3 separate regions of the Mus musculus genome follow, and regions 1 and 2 are each linked to region 3. The links are chromatin contacts, called in public Hi-C and HiChIP or PLAC-seq maps. All regions are on one chromosome and are shown on one strand. The core of a region is the stretch at or near the end of the contact, and the rest is flanking DNA. Distances in the headings are between cores, read along the strand shown. Region 1 overlaps Man1c1 (mannosidase, alpha, class 1C, member 1). Region 2 overlaps Rhd (Rh blood group, D antigen). Region 3 has its middle 30 kb from the start of Man1c1.

Region 1 (4,473 bases), core at 811-3,310, 160 kb after region 3:
TGACTGGCGGAAAGTGTCTGACTCTGGCCTGATCCTTTGTCTCTAGAAGGGAAGATGGGAAGATAACTCACATGCTGAGAATTTTCTTCCCATAGCCCTAGACGCTGAAGTGGACATCAGAGCCTCCTGCAAGCACAGGGCTAGAACATGACTGACATGTTCATGAGAGGCTAGCCTTGGCTATGAGGGCCCTACTTCTTTCACTCCTCACTCCCAGCTTCCTTGGGTCCAGCAGTCCAGTCTGGGGCTTATAGGACCCTAGATTAAAGGGCAGGCAAAAGTCTGTGTGTGTTTCGGGGTGTCTCTAAAAATGATCATTGAGTGTCCTGTGGGGCTTTGGGGCTTCTCAACGACACCATCAATGTCACCTGCAAATTTCACCACAGACACAACACCCCAAACACTATAGAGACTGCTTGGGAGGAACAAAGACTGTGGCATGGGCTCAGACCACCTTCACCAGGTCCCACCCCTCACCAGCTTCGGTGCCATCCATATGGTGGGGCCCAGGAGGATTAGCCGAGGTGCCTGGCACACAGCAGGCACCACCCTGTACCACAGCTGCTGCCGCTCTCAGCCAAGGAGCCAGCAGGGTGACAGAGCTGATGTCTTTTCAGCGGTAGCTGGGGCTGGGCCACGGCAGGCAGCAGCAGCATCCTGGCCGAGTTTGGGTCCCTGCACTTGGAATTCCTGCATCTCACTGAACTCTCTGGCAATCCAGTCTTTGCAGAAAAGGTGAGTTCTCCCCCCCACACACACACTCCAAGGGATAGAGGGCAAGTGTCTGCAGTTGAGGTTTGCAGACCCCAGCCACCACTCTTGAAGCAGTAACTAGTGGGAGAACCAACTGTGCCCAACACCAGGTGGCAGGGAGGGAAACAGAAGCCACCAGAACTCTGCCAGCGAGGCTTGTGCTGGTGCACGGGCTGGTGGCAGATCTGTGAGCCTGTGAAATCTGGAGACTGTGACTGAGAGCCAGGCTCCGCATCCTGGCAGGAACAGGCGGTGGTGTGCGAGTCCCTTTCCAGGGACATTTAGCTTTTCTCAATGTGAGATCTCCCCGCCTTTTCCTCCCAGGTGCTGTCTGGCTCGAGCTGGCAGCAGGCTGGCAGAGCGGCTTCCTCGACACTGTTCTTGGCTGCCCAAGGCTACATGGGTGCTGGGAAGTGCGTCCTGATGATTGCCCGTACCTGTCCCTGGGATGCTCTCCAGAAGGGGCTACAGTCCTGGGCAATCCACAAGCGAACATCTGGATTCAGATTTAATCCTGAATCCAAAAGAAGTCAGTGTACACATAAGCCCCTTCCAGACCCCTCTAAGAACAACCTTTGGGGTCCCACTGTCCCTCTGAAATGGCCACACACTGTCTTGGGCCACCAGCTGTTCTCCGAGCATATCCACCACCACGCCAAGCAGCTGGAAGGAAGCCTTTGCTTGCCCCAGGCCCTGGAGTCTGCACATTCATATGATGCCCAGTGTTCCTTAATACTAGATTTGGGGCCACTGTGTCCTCTGTGTGGGAATCCATCAGGACAGAGACATCAGGACAAGCTTCCTGCCCCCTTGATTGGTGCCTCTGACCTGCCTCTTGCCCCTACCCTTACCTATCCAGGGTATGGCCACTCAGATGAGTCTAACCACACTGCCCAATGCCATGCTCTCTGACCCTAAGCCAGCTCTGGCTTTCTGTTCACACTACCCGCCAGATGGACTTCCCTGGGACGCCCTGGCCAGCTCAGGAAAAGGTTCCCCAAGAGTGCACACTGGCCCGTACCATGTGCTGGGCAGGTTTTATCTTAAGCCCCAGCGAGGGAAGGGGGGTGGCAGCGGTGGGGGAGGGGGATGGCAGTGGTGGGGGGAGGGGTGTTTTCTGCCAACCCAATCTAACTGAGGGTGGAATGAGATCCAGAGAGGCTGAATCACCTGCCCCGGGGCAGCCAGCTTGTGAGTGATAAAACTGAGAACCGGGCCGGGAACTCTTCAGCCTCTCTCTTCCCTGGCCCACAGCTGGCTACAGGCTGCAGCTCCAGACTCCCAGTCCCTCCATCGCTCTCCATTTGCATACTTCAGCTATTTTCGTCCCCCCCTAGTCACGCCTCCCGCAGAGGCGATTATTAGCAGTCAAAGTTTTACAGCACCCTGCCCCCTCCTGGAGAGCTAATATAGCCTGCTTCCCTGGGTCCCACCAGGACAGGGGAGCATAAGACGATTGGCACAGAGAATCTTCCTGTCCCTCTCCTGGTCTATGCTGCCTTAAAGGGACCCGAGGTCCAATGAGGCAAAGCCAAGCGCCTCTGAGGTAAAGGAAGACTGACGATGACGCTGAGGGCTCAACCTCTCAGCTGCCCCTTTGTGCCAGTTTATCTGTGGGGTGGGCGGGGGGCAGTGTGGCTCTCCCAGAGAGTCCAGTTCTAGTGGACATCAGGGAAAAGTTCTCCATTGCACCTCCGGCCACGTGCAATCCTGGAGGCTGCAAGCCCAGCCTCTGCCGTGTGCTTGCCTAGCTCTCTGCGTCTGTATTGGACTCAAGGGCTGTTCCATGCAGGACAAGGAATACAGAGAGTCCAAGGACTCGGAACGACCTGGTTCGTGCCCCAGCTCTCTGCTAACTTACATGGGCTGGGCTGGGGCTCCATCAGTGGTGTTTGCCTAGCATACGCGAAGCCCTGGGTTTGATCCAGAGCAGTCATAAGTAGGACGTGGTCATACACGTCTATGACCCCAACACTCAGGGTGGAGGCGGAAGATTAAGAGGTCAAGGTCAACTTGAGCTACATGAGACCCTGTCTTTAAAAGAAGGAAATGTAGCTAACAAGATAGCTACCGCCACTCATCTGAAACTCCTCCCCCAGAGTGGTCTGCAGGGGAGGTACTGGCAGGTAGCCAGCCCAGGATAGGGCTGTTGCAGGCAGAGCAGTCAGCAAAGGGATGGTGAGTCAGGCTGCACTTGGCTCCATCCCACCATGCTCTGTGTGCAGGCACAGAACCTGGGGCTCTTTTCACTGTCTCCCCCACAACCAGAAAGCTTTAACCCCCATATGCATCTGAAAACTATGTGTGTTATCCTCGTGGGTGGAGAATCGATGACTTCTTCAGGAAAGTGACTGCGCCTGGTGTCTCTCACAGGTCAAACATATCCGCAAGGTCCTCAGGGAGATTGACAAACCCTTCGGTCTCTACCCCAACTTCCTCAGCCCCACGAGTGGAAACTGGGTGCAGCGTAAGTACTGGCCCTGTGGCTTCTCCTCCCGTGGGTTCCCATTCGGGCTTCCTGAATCCTAGCAGGCTCCGGCTGAGAGCCGGGGTCGGGCACCAGCTCTGGATTCACCAGCCTGGACATGCCAGCACCTACCTACCTACATGTGTGCCCAACTCTTCCCAGCCGCCTTAGCATCCATCTCTCTCAGCAGCCCTGCACCCTCCTCCATTATCCAGACTTGCAGGAATGTCCCACTTAAGGCCATCATTCAGAAGTGACTGCAGGAAAGGGCCCGGGGAGCTCCCCCCACCCCTTTGATCTGGTTCCCACCTCCAGCTTTGATTGAGATAAAATTTTAGGTGGGGACAAACTAGGCAGTGATCTAAAAATCACTTACCACTATATTTTAACTTCCTTGAATCAGTCCTGGGCGTTTTCAATTTAAAGAATTAGCCCAGGCTATTCTGGAACTCCATCTTTAGATTAGGCTGGCCTTGAACTCAAAGATCTGCCTTCCTGCCTCTGCCTCTGCCTCTTGAATGCTGGGATCAAAGGCATGCACCACCACAGCCCTACTGTTTAAAGACTTTTTGAGATAAGGTCTTCAGGTAGCCCAGGCTGGCTTTGAGTCCTCCTGCCTCCACACCCCAAGTGCTGAGATGATGGGTGTGTGGCTTCACACCTTGCAACTTTGTCAAACACCTGTGGGGCTTCCCCCAAGTCCTAGCCACAGATAGAGTGGGACTGGACGGAGAGTTGACCAGGCCCGCAGAGCCTGCTGAGCTTACTGTGGAAGAGCCAGGCTCTGGGAGAGTGTCAAAGGCTCAGCCATGTGGTCAGTCAGCAGGAACTGCACTTTCAGGCTCTGTGTGTGTGTGTGTGTGTGTGTGTGTGTGTGTGTGTGTGTGTGTGTGTGTGTGTGTTATATCATTTGCAACCTCAGAAATGACAGATGAAGGGGAAAGAGTTAGGGCCACAGCTCAGGCCACCCAGCCTCTGCTCCTGCCTGCTTCCCAGACTCTCCACACCTGGCTTCAGCCTCTCAGGAGACCCAACTCCTCCTACAGCTTAGATCTACCCAGGGTAATCCACTGGGCTCCAAACACACACACAGATATACACAACAAAGATCCATACATATACACAACACACAGCACACTTATATACATACACACAGCCATATGCCATATAGACCCACACATATGCACAAACACACCACACATATACACACACACCAGACACAAAGATATAAACCACACAGTCCTACACAAACA
Region 2 (4,099 bases), core at 1,317-3,816, 140 kb before region 3:
TTTGATGTGTGGTGTGTGATGTTTGATGTGTGATGTGTGTGTGTGTTTTCAGGTTAATGCAAACAGGCCATCACATGTCCTGCTCAGTCCACCTTCTTTCCTTGAGACAGGGTCTCTCACTGAGCCTGGAGCCAGGATAGCAGCAGCACACCACAGCAGTCTGTCTGTCTCCCCGACCCCCAGTGCTGGGCTTATGGGCACATCCTCAACTGCACCTAGATTCTGCAAGAGTGCTGGGAATTTGAACTCAGACCCTCATGCTTGAGCAACCTCGCTCTTTCCCACAGAGCCATCTCACGTCAGTGGATTAATACACGCACTCCCCAGACCATTGAGGCAGTGGAGTCACCCTCCAGAGGCAAATGAAGAGGCTGAGGCACTAAGAAGTTAATCCTGGGGACTCTGCTGGGGGCAGAGCTGGGGTGCACCTCGGGCTCTGACATCAACTCCGGCGCTTTTACTCCTAACAGAGGCTGAGACTCCCTGCTGCTATGATGCTGTGTGATTTGGCATAGTTCCTTCCCCTCTCTGAGCATTGGCTTTCTCATCTATGAGGTAAGAAGACTGACCATCTCATCCCTCGGGGTCACGGCAGGGTCAGGGTTCAGACAGAAGGACTGGGAAAGCCATTGGACTGGCACCCTTATGGGCTGGCTTCAAACCTAGACTCACAACAGCCCCTCTCAGAAAGACGTTATGCTAACCTTGAGATGGCTTTAAAGATTGCTTTAAAAGGAGACACTAGCGGTGAGTGTGGCAGTGCACACTTTTAACCCCAGCACTCTTTTTTTTTTTTTTTTTTTTTAATTTTTGAGACAGGGTTTCTCTGTATAGCCTTGGCTGTCCTGGAACTCACGCTGTAGTTCAGATTGGCCTCAAACTCAGAAATCCGCCTGCCTCTGCCTCCTGAGTGCTAGGATTAAAGGCGTGTGCCACCACGCCCAGCTAACCCCAGCACTCTTTTTTTTTTTTTAATTTTTAAAGATTTATTTATTTATTTTATGTATATGAGTACACTACAGCTGTCTTCAGACACACCAGAAGAGGGTGTCAGATCTCATTACAGATGGTTGTGAGCCACCATGTGGTTGCTGGGATTTGAACTCAGGAGACCTTTAGAAGAGCAGTCGGTGCTCTTAACCACTGAGCCATCTCTCCAGCCCCCATAACCCCAGCACTCTTGAGGCAGGGATAAGTATATCTCTGTGAGTTTGAGGCCAGCCTGGTCTACATAGCAAGTTCCAGGCTGGCCAGGGCTACAGAGTGAGATCCTGTCTCAATAAAACAACAACAACGACTCCGTCAGCATAAAATGAGACACTCAACTTGTAACTCGCTGGACCACTGCCATCGAGGTGTGAGTGGTGTGCCAGCTGCGTGTGGTGGCTATGCTTGGTTGTCGACTATATCTAGAATGAACTGAAACCCAAGAGATCTTAGACATGGAAGGAAAAAGCGCTTGCTCTTTGCCTGCTGGCCCTCACTCTCACTGGCAAGTTTAGTCCTTCACGGGTGCTAGGACCGGTTCCTTTAGGATTCCAGTGTCTACTGACGGCCAGCTGAGACACCCTGCCTCGCGGACTGAACAACTACGGGATTCTTGGGATTTCCATTGGGAGTTAGTGATTGTTGGGCTAGCTGGGCTAGCCTGTTAGTCACTCTGAAATATTATACATATTCTATCAGTTCTTTCTTTAGAGAACCCTGACTACTGCATTCTGGGAATTCATCTTAACGCATCCCTTAATAACCTTAGGAAGAGGCTGGAGAAATGGCTCAGTGGTTAAGAGCACTGGGTGCTCTCCCAAAGTCAGGACCACATGGTGGTTCACAACCATCTATCACAGGATCGGACGCCCTCTTCTGGCGGGCAGGTGTAATGCAGATAGAGCACTCTGATACATAAAACAAACAAACAAACAAACAAACAAACACCTTGTGAAGCTCCAGGCCCTCGCTTGCTGTGTTTAACCCTCAGTGGAGCCTAACCACTTGCAGTTCCAGTTGGGGTAGCGTCCTACCTCCCCACCTTCTCCAAGATCCCCCTCACAAGGTCCCCCCTCACAGCCCAGGGAACTCACTTTGAAGACCTTCTCGTCGGCAAATCTGATGGCACCAAAGGCCATTGCCTCCATCAGCACCATCACGGTCAGCTGCACCAGGTTGACCTTCCCCAGGACAGCGCCCGCTGAGATCAGCACAGGTAAGGTGCTCATGGTAGCTATCTGGATGCTGAAAAGCGGGATTAGGAGGCAAGTAGGAAGGGGAGGGAGAGAGAGGGAGAGAGAGGATGAGAGGACGAAGAAGAGTTCTCTCTCTTCAGGCCCCGCCCACAGGAACGCTACAGAGGCAGAGTGGGGCTGTCCTGTGCTCCATCAGGGCGGCACCTGTGGTCTGAGTTTTCTTTGCACAAAGACACGATACAGTGATGCTGGGAGTCTCAGAGCCTCTCCTACAAGTCACTGCGACTCAAAGTGGCTTTTTCTTCCTCAGGGACACAGCTGCCTGAATTTCACTGCCACCTCACACTTCCTTTCTGCCGTGGCCACTCAGATGCTCAGTAGAGGGCGCCCGTGTACCTGCTGGCCCACCACCCAAGCGGCTCATTAATCTTACGGAGCATCCGCCAGTAAAATAAGAATGACCTATTGGTTTCCCCGGAGCTGGGCCAGGGGTTAGAAGGAAGACATTGTATATGCATATATAATACAAAAATGATTAGCAATGGCAAGCACTTGAAGAGGAAACTCGTAAATTGGGGCAGGCATTATGAAGACTGTCAAATCCTTCCTCTCCTGGACAAGTGTGCAGGTTTGGTGTTGGGATTCGGGTAGAGAAAAACATTGTTGTTGTTATTTTGTTTTGTTTTGTTTTCAAAGTGATTTTGGTTGGCTTGGGAGACACGGGGCTTCCTGAGACAGCTGTGCCAACTGGGCTTATCAGGGAGGGCCTCCAGGGGGAGGTGGCACTGAGCTTTTCTCTGAAGCCTAGGAATTTAATGAAGCTGGCATCCGGATGCTGTTTAGAGGCTGCGGAGATGTCCAAGGTTAAAGGTCAGCCCTCCATCAGCAGGGATTGCTAGGTCGGCACTACGTTCTCTGTAGTGTACAAGAGGCTAGGGAGTCGGAAGGATGGCTAGTACCTACTGATAACAAACATGAGATTCAGGTCCCAGATCTGAAGCCAGATCTAAAGCCAGAGTCCACTCATCTGCACACAGCCTTCCTAGCAATCACTGTTGTTCATGAGGCTCAAAGGTGTGAGGGGAAGGTAAGAGAAGGACATGGGGAAGAGGTCCTGTGTGGACCAGGAGTGACTCAGTATGTGGGGAATCTCGGTGGTCACTGCGACCAGACAGGCTATTCTTGATGAGTGAGTGCTTACTGCTCTGACAAGCTCAGTACAGAAATCACTGGGCAGTGGGCAGTGTGGGAAGACCCTGACATGGGGTGGTTAAAAAGCCTGATTCAGCCGGGCAGTGGTGGCATGTGTTTTAATCCCAGCACTCCAGAGGCAGAGGTAGGAGGATGTCTGTGAGTTCGAAGCCAGCCTGCTCTACAGAGTGAGTTCCAGAACAGCCAGGGCTACACAACAAATGAAACTCTGTCTTGAAAAAATAAGGGGGGGGGGGGGATTTTAAAAGGCTGACTGAGCAATATCGGGACCTTGGATGACTTCCTGTCTAGGATAGAGACAACACCTGGGGAGTTCCGGTAAGAGCAGAATTCTTGAACACACATCAGACACAACAAGGAAGTTGATCACCGCCTGGACTTTCTAGGGAGTCTTCTGACCCCCCACTACCACATAAAAGTAACAGCATACTTGTAATCTCCACACTCAGAAGGCTGAGGCAGGAGGATCTCTTGTGAGAGGAGACCCTCAACTGAGGAACTGTCTCCATCAGATAGGCCTGTGTGTATGTCCATGGGGCATTTTCTTCCAGGCCCCGCCCACCAGGCCTTCCCTCTCGCTGCCCAGTTGATCCACACTGCTTCTGCTAAGTCATTTGCTGATATTTAGAAGCAGCATCCACCATGCACGAAGGACCAGTAAGCCCCCAGGTCTGAGCAAGTACCACGTGGTCGGCATCCTGTGC
Region 3 (4,460 bases), core at 899-3,398:
AAACAGTCTACAGCATGGCTTCAGGGATGATCCCAGAGACCAAGCCAACAAAGCTATAGAGGAAGACCTGGTTGCATGGTTAGCAGAATCTCCCGCCCCTCGCCTGGACAGTGGTGGATGGTCCGTGCTTCTCATCAGGAAGCCAGTTCTAACAAGAAACCAGAGCCGCACCACATCACCTCTCGACCCTGCGGAGTAGCATTCACTGATATGCCTGGTAACAATATGCTCGCCGGAGTTTATGTCAAGCTATAGAGAAGAGGACATCCTCCCAAATGGTGTAGGGTGCAGGCAGTCAATTGTTCTAAAACAGGGAGAGTTGGCTCCAGGGCCACTTGCTTGAAACCATCCTAGCTGGAAATCAGCAGAAATGAGAGAAAACTCCTAGCAGACTTGTGGGGCACCAGAAGCCCAGCTCCCTCCCTCCGGGTCTCACAGTTTCTGTTACTCGCAGCCAAATGTACCCCATACAGCACAAGGCCATAAAATAAGAGAAAGAGCCGAGGCTGCCCCGGGGCTGTGTGCATGTGTACAGCCGGCAGAAGAGGGAGAAGCTCTGAGCACAGCTGCCTCTGGAATTTGTCCCCGGAGAGGGATCTAACTCTACATTGGGCTTTCCACAAACCGCTCCAGTGGCAGAAAAAGGCAAGAGAATTTTTAGCCTGGTTATATAAAGTGTTTCTTGGCCCCAGGCACAGACTGGAGCTAGGATTTGAGGATTTGAACTAACTCACTCTCTCTCTCTCTTCTCTCTCTCTCTTCTCTCTTCTCTCTCTCTCTTCTCTCTCACTGTCTCCTCTCTCACTCTCTTCTCTCCCTTCTCTGTTCTCCACCCTCTACTCCTGCAGCACCCCCCCTCCCCCTTTGTCACAGAAGCAGAATCTGCCTTCAAACACCTCCTGTCCCCATGGGCTGTATGGACTGGGCCCTGCCCTCAGGCCTCTGACCTTGATGGTGGTTTTTCCCTTCCAGATGGCCACAGGCCACCATTTAATTAATGGAGTAAATGTAATTTAATTAGCTGTTTCAACACTCACTCCACACTTCGGGCCATTAGATCCACATTCCCTTGGATGTGCTGTGGGGCTTTCTCCGCCCTCTGACCTGACTAGACCAGACAGATCTTTGATTCTTCCATCTCCTCAACTTCCAAAGTCAACTTTTTTAGTGGAAAACAAAAGGAAATTACTGAAGAGACACCAAGTTGCTCATGGGATCTACGGGAAAAGCTGGCTCAGGGGAAGGTGGAGTTGAGGACAGGTTGTGGCTCCTGGCGTGGACAATGTGCCTTATGGGAAACCGTGGCCGTAAGGGATAGGGGTGCTCGCTGGGCAGCCCGGCACTGCTACTGCTCACCAACAAGTCGTTTCAGCTGTGCCCTGTGTGACACTTGTGTGTCCCTGACATGAAGGAGGTGCCTGAGAAACTGAGGTAGGGACAGGTGTGCTTCCACAGCTGGCCAGCTGGGACCAATGTCAGGTTCCCACTTAAGACAGACCTGCCTTCCTGCTCACCAGCTAAGAAAGGGGACTGAATAGTAAGAGTTAGAAACCCAGCAAACCGGGTGTTATCATTTCCACAGAGGTGGTCTCTGCTTAAATTCCAAGAGCTGAGCCTGGCAGTGGTGGCACACACCTTTAATCCCAGCACTTGGGAGGCAGAGGCAGGCAGATTTCTGAGTTCAAGGCCAGCCTGGTCTACAGAGGGAGTCCCAGGAGAGCCAGGGCTACACAGAGAAACCCTGTCTCGAAAATACAAAACAAAACAAAATTCCAAGAGCTGTTACTGGCTTCCCCACTGTGGTAGATCAGAGAAGGGCTCTGTGTTTTTGTCTGTTATTATCTCCAGGCTTGGTGGGCATGGTGACAACAGGACAATGTTGTAACCGTGAGTCCTTGCAAGCCAGGCTTCTGGAGCCTTACCAACTTCAGGGCCCGGCAGAGGCAGGCTGAGCCTGCCCGGTATCAAGCACTGTGGGCCTGCTTGGCATGGGTTTCAGCGCAAGAGGGGACCCCTATGGAGACAGTGGAAGCCACAGCAGGCCAGTTTCTCACTAGAAGCACGGGTGTGGCAGGAATATGTGTTTCCTGTTGCCTCAGGGTGTGGTGGTAGTGTGAGGATGCTGGCTACCGCCCACAATTGAGGTACTGGAGCCCACTGCGGTAAACTTGGGGCCGCTGTGCGCACTCAACCCACATCTGGGCATGCTCACAGAGCCTCCTGATGGTGGCAAAGGTCTCCTCCATCAGACTGTCAGTCCCTGAACCTGAGGCCATCTCCCCTCTCACTAGAGGCTCCTAAGGGTTAAGGGAAGCTTCCTCTTACATAGCCAGAGCTTCTGTGTACAAAGGTCTCCCACTGGCTACTGAGGATTCTGAGCACTCCTTCCTCCCGGTTAGAGGGTAGGGAAGCCATGGGGCGCACACTAGGTTCAGACATGAAGGGTGGGGCCGGCAGAACTGGGAGGAACCGGTTTATCCTGAAGGAGGTTGAGCGAGGAGTTAGGACTTGCTGAGGTAATCCTCCAGGGGGGCCATCCCCTCCACCGGAGGATGAGGTGTGACCAAAGGAATGTAGTGCCTAGGGGTAGCCCTGCTGGCCCAGGCTCAGCCCCAGGAAACGGTTGCCAGGCCCGCCCCTTGGAGGCTCCAGCCCCGCCCCTTGGAGGCTCCAGCCCCGCCCCTTGGAGGCTCCAGCCCCGCCCCTTGGAGGCTCCAGCGTTGTTCTACTTGGAGGTTTTGAGTACTTGGCCCCTGCTCCTGGTTATTGTCTCATCCTACAGAGGCTGACAGATGTGCACAGCTGGATGGGGGCGCTCAGCAAAATCCAGATGCCTCACCACAGGCCTGAGCCATAGAGCTGGGCTCTGGGTGCTAGTCCCAGCACCATCAACCTCCATGGGTCTTAGTTTCCCTATCTGTCCAGAGGGAGGGTGCCTTCATTCTTCCCTCAGACACTAACTGGGGTTTCCTTGGTCTTCTGGCCTTATTATTTGGGGTGCATGGTTTGATTTTGTATACTTCTCCTCTCTAATTTACATTAAAAAACCAATTGTTTTATTTTCATTTGTGTGTACGTATTTGTGTGTGCGCATGCATGTGCATGCCATGCGAGTGTGGGTACCTGCAAAGTCTGGAAGAGGGCATCAGATCCGCTGGGGTGGGAGTTCCTTGAATCCCGTGACATGGATGCTGGGAACTGAACCAGGGTCCTCTGGAAGAGAAGCAAACACTTAGCCAGGGAGCCACTGCTCTGCAGCTCCATGCCAGTCTCTTCAGAGGCTGAGCTCACAAGCCTGGCTAGGAAAATGAGCTTCAGTTTCACGCTCACTGACGTTTCCGCCCGCTCTGCTGGTCTTTAAGCTGCAGCTGCACTTTTTTGGATTAAGTTATTGGGTTCCATTGTCTACCACTCCTCTGCACCCAAATCCCTTCGAACCCCCAACACTCGGTAGGAGAGAAAGAGGGTGACAGGGGAAAGGGACACAGGTCTTTTTAGATTACTTCCTGATGACTAGGGATATCGAATTCTTTGGGGCAAATCGAGTCTTCTTCATCAGACTATCCAGCAACCCAACAATAACAAAAGTGGTAGGGATCACAACAGCAGAGACCAGCAGCTGTCCCAGGCTCTCGACTTTATACCCTCTTAAGAGTCCCCAGAATGCCAAATGCAAATTATCTGCAGCTGGCAAAAATCACGTCCCTTCTAGAACATGAGATAAATCATTGCGGCTGTGGACAATCTGAAGCAGCCCCATGCCCCAACCCCTGGACCAGAACAAAACATAATCACATAGCATAACTGGGTTTTTATAAGGAAACCAAAATCCTCACTACATTAAGGAGACACACATTTCTAGCCTATACCGTCTCTGTTCCTTTAACAGCTTACTTTAGTCTTCTTGCAAGGCAGGTTTACCGGCAGTAAATTCCACTATTTTTATCTTTTGCAGAAATCCTTATTTCTTCACTTTGTGCATATGCCTGTGTGATGTGTGTGCATGGTGCACACATTTGTGTGTGTGAGTGTGGCTGCACACCTGACGTGATGTGAGAGTGGAGGTCAGAGGTCAGTCTTCCTCCTACCTTGTTTGAAACTGGGATTCTTTTTGTCCTTTAGCACTGTGTAGCCCAGGCTAGCTGGTCTGCAAACTCTGGGGCTTTCTCCTCTCACCATAGGGGTGCCAGGGTCCCAGAGGTGCACTTCTGTGCATGGCATTACATCGGTTCTGAGGATTCAGACTTGGGACTTCAGTTTACCCATCATGCATCTCTCTCTTCAGCCCATCTTTCATATTTAAGGGCAAGTTCATGAGGTGCAGACTTCTTGGTTGGTGGGGCCTTTTCTTTGATCACATTAAAAATTCACACAAATGTGAATGCTTGAGACAACCTTGAGACAGGGTTTCTCTGTGTAGCCCTGGCTGTCCTGAAACTCACTCTGTAGTCCAGGCTGGC

The links. A called contact is a pair of places that touch in the nucleus more often than the background predicts. HiChIP or PLAC-seq counts read pairs in DNA pulled down with a chosen protein or histone mark.
Region 1: a contact with region 3 is called in an H3K27ac HiChIP or PLAC-seq map of heart atrium, with 5 read pairs. The contact joins two enhancer-like sites. A contact is called at or near these places in 4 of 484 Hi-C or Micro-C datasets (bone marrow-derived macrophages, cerebral cortex, embryonic fibroblasts and 1 more), 9 of 115 datasets of contacts at active chromatin or transcription factors (the 230-238 cell line, bone marrow-derived macrophages, embryonic basal ganglia and 5 more) and 3 of 9 other capture datasets (adipose tissue, bone marrow-derived macrophages and embryonic tail).
Region 2: a contact with region 3 is called in a Hi-C map of the G1E-ER4 cell line, with 2.0 times the contacts expected there. The contact joins two enhancer-like sites. A contact is called at or near these places in 1 of 39 promoter capture datasets (stem cell-derived epiblast-like cells), 1 of 15 datasets of contacts at CTCF or cohesin (large pre-B cells), 8 of 484 Hi-C or Micro-C datasets (B cells, the G1E-ER4 cell line, the HL-1 cell line and 4 more), 2 of 115 datasets of contacts at active chromatin or transcription factors (large pre-B cells and microglia) and 3 of 9 other capture datasets (adipose tissue, liver and pancreatic islet).

Annotation. Positions count from the first base shown.
Region 1 is chr4:134,577,033-134,581,505 of GRCm38.p6, reverse strand. Man1c1 (mannosidase, alpha, class 1C, member 1) reads left to right here. Exons shown (of 12, transcript NM_207237.3): 6 at 618-735; 7 at 3,127-3,220. Among named protein-coding and RNA genes, the nearest start is that of Mir6403, 11 kb to the right of the region's middle. Within about 2 kb of position 2,060, at least 59 of the 459 cell types and tissues checked have an H3K27ac peak or open chromatin away from gene starts, as enhancers often do. A contact at or near this core is called in forebrain and heart atrium, where this site is marked.
Region 2 is chr4:134,878,023-134,882,121 of GRCm38.p6, reverse strand. Rhd (Rh blood group, D antigen) reads right to left here. Exons shown (of 10, transcript NM_011270.3): 3 at 2,082-2,232. Among named protein-coding and RNA genes, the nearest start is that of Rhd, 16 kb to the right of the region's middle. Within about 2 kb of position 2,566, at least 43 of the 459 cell types and tissues checked have an H3K27ac peak or open chromatin away from gene starts, as enhancers often do. A contact at or near this core is called in the G1E-ER4 cell line, where this site is marked.
Region 3 is chr4:134,732,454-134,736,913 of GRCm38.p6, reverse strand. No RefSeq gene overlaps it. Among named protein-coding and RNA genes, the nearest start is that of Man1c1, 30 kb to the right of the region's middle. Within about 2 kb of position 2,148, at least 248 of the 459 cell types and tissues checked have an H3K27ac peak or open chromatin away from gene starts, as enhancers often do. A contact at or near this core is called in the G1E-ER4 cell line, forebrain and heart atrium, where this site is marked.